Linked DNA regions of Rattus norvegicus: region 1 is linked to region 2. The links are chromatin contacts, called in public Hi-C maps. All regions are on one chromosome and are shown on one strand. Each heading gives the region's core, a stretch centred on a gene start, on an enhancer-like site or on the middle of the called end of the contact. The rest is flanking DNA. Distances are from core to core; before and after follow the strand shown. Region 1 holds the start of LOC120103001 (40S ribosomal protein S20-like). Region 2 holds the start of Sfn (stratifin).

What was found. A called contact is a pair of places that touch in the nucleus more often than the background predicts.
Region 1: a contact with region 2 is called in a Hi-C map of liver, with 3 times the contacts expected there. The contact joins the promoter of LOC120103001 here to the promoter of Sfn in region 2. A contact is called at or near these places in 8 of 12 Hi-C or Micro-C datasets (the A7r5 cell line, Schwann cells, frontal cortex and 3 more).

Annotation. Positions count from the first base shown.
Region 1 is chr5:151,356,017-151,358,716 of GRCr8, forward strand. LOC120103001 (40S ribosomal protein S20-like) reads right to left here and starts at 1,435. Exons shown (of 1, transcript XM_063288632.1): 1 at 1-1,435.
Region 2 is chr5:151,110,482-151,113,181 of GRCr8, forward strand. Sfn (stratifin) reads right to left here and starts at 1,373. Exons shown (of 1, transcript NM_001416777.1): 1 at 101-1,373. The coding sequence starts at 1,312. The coding sequence ends at 566. It also overlaps a transcript of Zdhhc18 not described here.

The DNA of each region.
Region 1 (2,700 bases), core at 185-2,684, 250 kb after region 2:
AGATGGCCTTTTGGGGGCAACTTGTCCCCTTCTCATGGTCTCTTGTAAGTTTTGAATCTCAAATGTAAGGTCCCCTAACTCCTGTTGTAAATGTAAGACTTGTTTGAGTCCGGTGATTGGAGCCTGAAGCGCAGCCTTAGTCTGAGTTAGTCCCTCTACCACTGTGATTAGCAGAGGTGCAGGAGGAATGGACGGCATTGGGGGCAAATAGGGTGGGGGGTGGGTAGGTCTGGATCTTTGTGTGAAAAAGACTGGAGGTTCCTGTGGCCCGGGCCGTACCTCTCCTCCTCATATTTGGCAGCTTCCTCCTCTAACCCGGCCTCAGAGGCGGGATCTAGTCTTGACTCAGAGGATCTAGTCTTGACTCAGAGAAGCGGCGTAGGCGGTGCCTCTCATTTTTATCTTTGTCTTGGTCCCTAGAGATCCCTTTCAGAGAGGGATAGATGGTTTTCGAATTTTTAGACATTTTGAGGTCCTCTAGAGAGCGTAAGACTTCGGATGAGGGATTTCCCCCATCCCCAGGCATATCGATGACAATGGAAGGGCAAGGAGAGTGTGGCTCCCCGTTTTTACTTTCACTTTAAGGTGACAGCTGCCACAAAACTTGTAAGAAATCCTCTGCAATAGCTAAGAGGCGGGCACTCTCGCCTCCTTTCTCAGCATCTTTTATAATGTCTCTAATGATACCCCAGTAACTAAAAAATGCCGCGGACACTGGGTCACCGGCTTTCAAGAGCTTATTAATGTCTTGACCAACCTTATTCCAAGTAAGGGGGTGTATATCGGGGCTGCTTAAAATTAACCAAGGACACTTTTCATCAACAAAACAAAAGAATTTGATTAAATCCTTTTTCTTAACTCTTATTCCTCTCTCCCTGAGTGAGCGCTTGATCTCTCCTATGAAACAAGTTTCTTTAGATAATTGCTTCCCCATGACAGTCGGACGACAATTATTCAGCCGTTCGTACCTCCCTCTCCAGCAACGCACTAGCGATGCGGCCTGAAGAGTCTTGTCTTTTTGTGGATCCTTTGTCTCCGTTGTCCAGTAGTTGGCCGTGCTTCAGGTCCCTGTTCAGGCGCCACTTGACCAGTTCAGCAGGTCCAGTTATTCAGGGTCCTGAAGAGGCACTACCTGAGGGTCAAGGGGGGGAGAAAAGAAGGAGACCAAGGAAGGCTCTATTGTCAAGGTCTCGTTTATTGGGGCGAGCGTTATAGCTTATAAGGTTTTCAGATAGGGGGAGTGACCTTTGTGAAACACAAAGGAGGGAGGGGCGAGGGCATTCTTAGCAGCAATAGCAGGAAGAGAAGAGGTCATGCAGTGGAGACATCTGGTGTTTGCTCAGGCTGAAACATCCTGTGATTGTTCCTGGAATCTTCCTGTGCCGTCAGTTCGTGGGAAAGGCTTTTGTCCAACAATCTCATAATCTTGCAGCAGCCATCTTAGGGCTGAGCGTTCTGTGACTGTTTAGCTCAGAATGGCTCCCTACAAATCGAGGCCTGGGTGCTTAGTTGAAAGGCCTTCCGGTAGGAGGCAGGGGTTGGGGCCAGGCCTTGGAGGTTCTTTAGCTGTAAGCTTCTATGAGTCATGAGTTGAAATTTAGCCTTTACACGAGGTCAGATACAGGGCATGCATAGGGCTAAGATAGACTTAGGCTCAAAGCCTGCCTTCCTGGCGTATACATGCCTGAGACAGGAGGGGTTTTGAATGGAGGAGCTCAAGGCAACGAGGCTGCCTGGGCACTAGGAAATAGTCCCTTTTCCAAAGACAAAAGACACAGGCCTGCAGAGACAATTGCCACCCAACCTAAAGCCCTGTGATCCCCAGATAAGAGAGAACCAACTTCTGTATGATGTCCTCTGACCTCTACCTATATGCTTTGCCACGGGTGACCGCACACATGAACATACACACACATAAGCCTTTTTTGTCTTTTAAAAGTGGTCTAGCCACCTCCTTGCTTGGACTCCGTGTGTACATTTGTCTTCAATGTCCTTCCCATAAAACCAAAAATGCTTATCTCATGAGACTATACCGCCTCAACTTTGCTAGGTAGCTGAGGCTGACCTCGAACCCCTGATCCTCCCACCTTTTGCTTTCCAAGTGCTGGGATGACGGATATACATGCCCAAAGCTGGCAGTGTTGGAGATAACCCAGCGCTTTGGACGCACGAGGCAGCCGCTCTACCCACAGAACCATCTCCCCAGCCAGCCCCGTGAGAGAGCTTTAGGTACGAATGTGATGACGGCAGAGCCGGCCTGGTGTGAAGCGAGGCTCAGTGGATCACACCTCTCACAAGTGCTTCAACAGAAGGCCAAGCCACACATCAACAGGTCCTCTGCTGACCGGTCATTTCAGAGTTGAGGGGAGGTTTTACATTGATGAGCTGAGGTCCCGAATGTTTGAATACTTAACGTGGGCAGGGAGCCAGGCCTTCCTCTGTCAGGGACTGCTTCCTCTAAGAAAGCAGGATACATGAACAGGCAAAATGCCAGAAATGCCCCAGATGCATGGGGCAGGAAAGGGCTCAGAAGTTTAAGAGCTGCTCTCTCCCAGAGGCCTGAATTCAGCTTCCAGCACCCGCATCAGGTGGCTCCTTAACTGTTGTAACTCAGGTTCCAGGGATCCAATGCTTTCTTGTGACACCAGTACACATGTGGTGCACATAAACCTGTTGTAAATACACTCTGTTGTTGTTTGT
Region 2 (2,700 bases), core at 123-2,622:
ACAGCCCCAAGGGACAGCCCTAGCTCAGAGTTTCAGAGTCCAGTTCTCCAACTCATTGCCAATTCTACTCGCAGCCCATAAACAATAACTGAAGAAGACCGAGTGTCACAGGGCAACTTTATTGAGTGGTAACATGGTCACACCCAGTAAACGTGTTCCCTCTCATTCACGCACGCACACTCGCACACACTCACACACACACACCCAGCCCTTGCCACAGTCCAGTTCTCAGCCACAGGGGTGGGGAGCCTCGACTCCTAGGATCCAGAAGCAACAGGTGCCCGAGGAAGGCACAGAGGGAGGACACAGGCTCAGGAGTGGTGGTAGGAAGTGGAGGTGCAGAGAGCAGGGGGTGGCCAGGGTTGGGAACACCCACCACACAGCTGCACGAAGAGTGAGATTCCCCAGCCCTGGTGGCCTCAGCTTGGCTGCACCCCATCCAAGGAGCCTTCCAAGTGTGGCAAAACATTCAGGGTTTGGGAGGGGCAGAGTCCTACTCCGTTTAAGTCCTCTCTGCAGGCTGGGGACTGGAGGGCAAGGCGGGACAGGGAGGATGTAGGCTGCTTCAGCTCTGGGGCTCCTCTGGAGCCTCGCCACCCTCTTCCCCAGCATTGTCGGCTGTCCACAGCGTCAGGTTGTCTCTCAGCAGCTGCATGATGAGGGTGCTGTCCTTGTAGGAGTCCTCACTGAGGGTGTGCAGATCGGCCATGGCCTCGTCGAAGGTGGTCTTGGCAAGTGAGATGGCCTCCTCGGGGCTGTTGGCTATCTCGTAGTGGAAGACGGAAAAGTTCAGGGCCAGGCCCAGGCGTATGGGGTTGGTGGGCGGCATCTCCTTCTTGCTGATGTCCATGGCCTCCTGGTAGGCTGACCGGGCAGAATCGATGATGCGCTTCTTGTCATCACCAGTGGCCACCTCAGCTAGGTAGCGGTAGTAGTCACCCTTCATCTTCAGGTAGAAGACGCGGCTCTCAGCCTCTCCAGCCCCTTTGATGAGGTGGGAGTCCAGCAAGCCTAGCACGGTGTCGCACACACCTCTGAGCTCGGTCTCTACCTTCTCCCGGTACTCTTTCACCTCGGGGCCCTTCTCTTCAGACCCCTCCTCGTTGCTCTTCTGCTCGATGCTGGACAGGACTCTCCAGGCCGCTCTCTGGCCGCCCACCACGTTCTTGTAGGCCACGGAGAGCAGGTTCCGCTCCTCGCAGGAGAGCTCCTCACCCTTTTCCACGGCACTCTTCATGAAAGCTGCCATGTCTTCGTAGCGTTCGGCCTGTTCGGCCAACTTGGCCTTCTGGATCAGACTGGCTCTCTCCATGACTCCGAGGATGGACAGACAGGCGGACGAACTGGCTGCCTTGAGACCAATGCTGGATTCTGCGGCTCCCTTGCTCTGGGCCGGCCTTTTGGCTGGGGTGGTGTGGCCCTGAGCAGGGTTGGGCGTGGCCTGGGCGGGCCTGGGTCCTGCCTCCTCCTCTTCTCTCCACACCCTTTCCGGCTCTACCTTAAAGGTAAAAGGGCTGGGATGGGAGGGGTGGGATGAGTCATCAGGACAGTCAGCAGGAGAAACCTGGCCACGGGTCCCACCTGAACAGGCACCTTTCGGCTCCAGACTGCCCCCTGCTGCTCAGAGCTGCATTGCAGGAGCGTTTTGGATTACCAAATCAGATTGTCTTTCAGGGTGCTCTTTCCAGGCAAGAATGGCTTCAGTCACTGGGTTGCTTTGGCCCAGGCGGAGCCCAGTGAGCGGGTACAGAGGGCGGGATAGTTCAGGCGAGAACTCATGTATGGTAGGGCTGTACAGTTTCCCAAAAACTTGAGCATGCATGATCTGAGGCAACCCCACCCCCACCCCCTCAAATTGGCTCTGTAGGACTGTAGAAGTGAACTATCAAGTCTCGAGGGGTGAACCAGCTTGAGGTCACAAGCTGCCAGCTCCCTTAAACCCCTCCCCCTCCTTGCGCCCTCTTTCTTTTGGCTCTTCTTGGGAGCCATTAGCTGGAAGTGAGAGCTGGACTACTTTCTGAGTCAGCCTGAAGATAGCGCTGTCCCTTGGTCCCTGTTGTCCCTCAAGATGCCCTATGAACACCCGGAATGCACAGGTGGCATTTCAGGGTGCCACTTAATGAAGTGTTTAACGAGCGGCCTCTGACGCTCCGGCCCAGCCTTTGTAATTAGTCACCCAATACGTTTGTTGGACACCTTCCCCCTTACAGCACAATTTTCCCTTTCAAGTTGGTGGCCTGTTGACACTTGTCAGAGATTTTACTCTCTGGTTCTCCACATCAAGTCACCTGTCCCTTCCAAGCTGCCTGTCGTCATGTGTCGGCAGGGCTCCCAGAGGGCGGGGGCCTAGCTCTTTGACTGTCCCACTCCCCTGCCTGACTCAGATTACCTGTGTCAGAGGCTGGGAAGCAGGCCACTTGGGTGCTCAGTCCAGTTTGGTCCCCCAGGGGGGACGCTATCAACCTGGGGAGGAAGACAGGGCTGGAAGAACGGAGCCAGTAATGACACATACCATTTTGTTTTATGGAGCAGTGAGTGATTCCAGCTCAGTGAGATCCCCCACTTGGCTCCCAGAGGTTCTCCAGTCCCTTCCTGACCCTGCCTCTGACCCCTGAGAGAAACCTCCTCAGAGATGGATCTCACTTACTTGGTTCCCAGCCTTCCATACCTGCTTGGTTGGGCCCTATTTTCAAGCCCTAT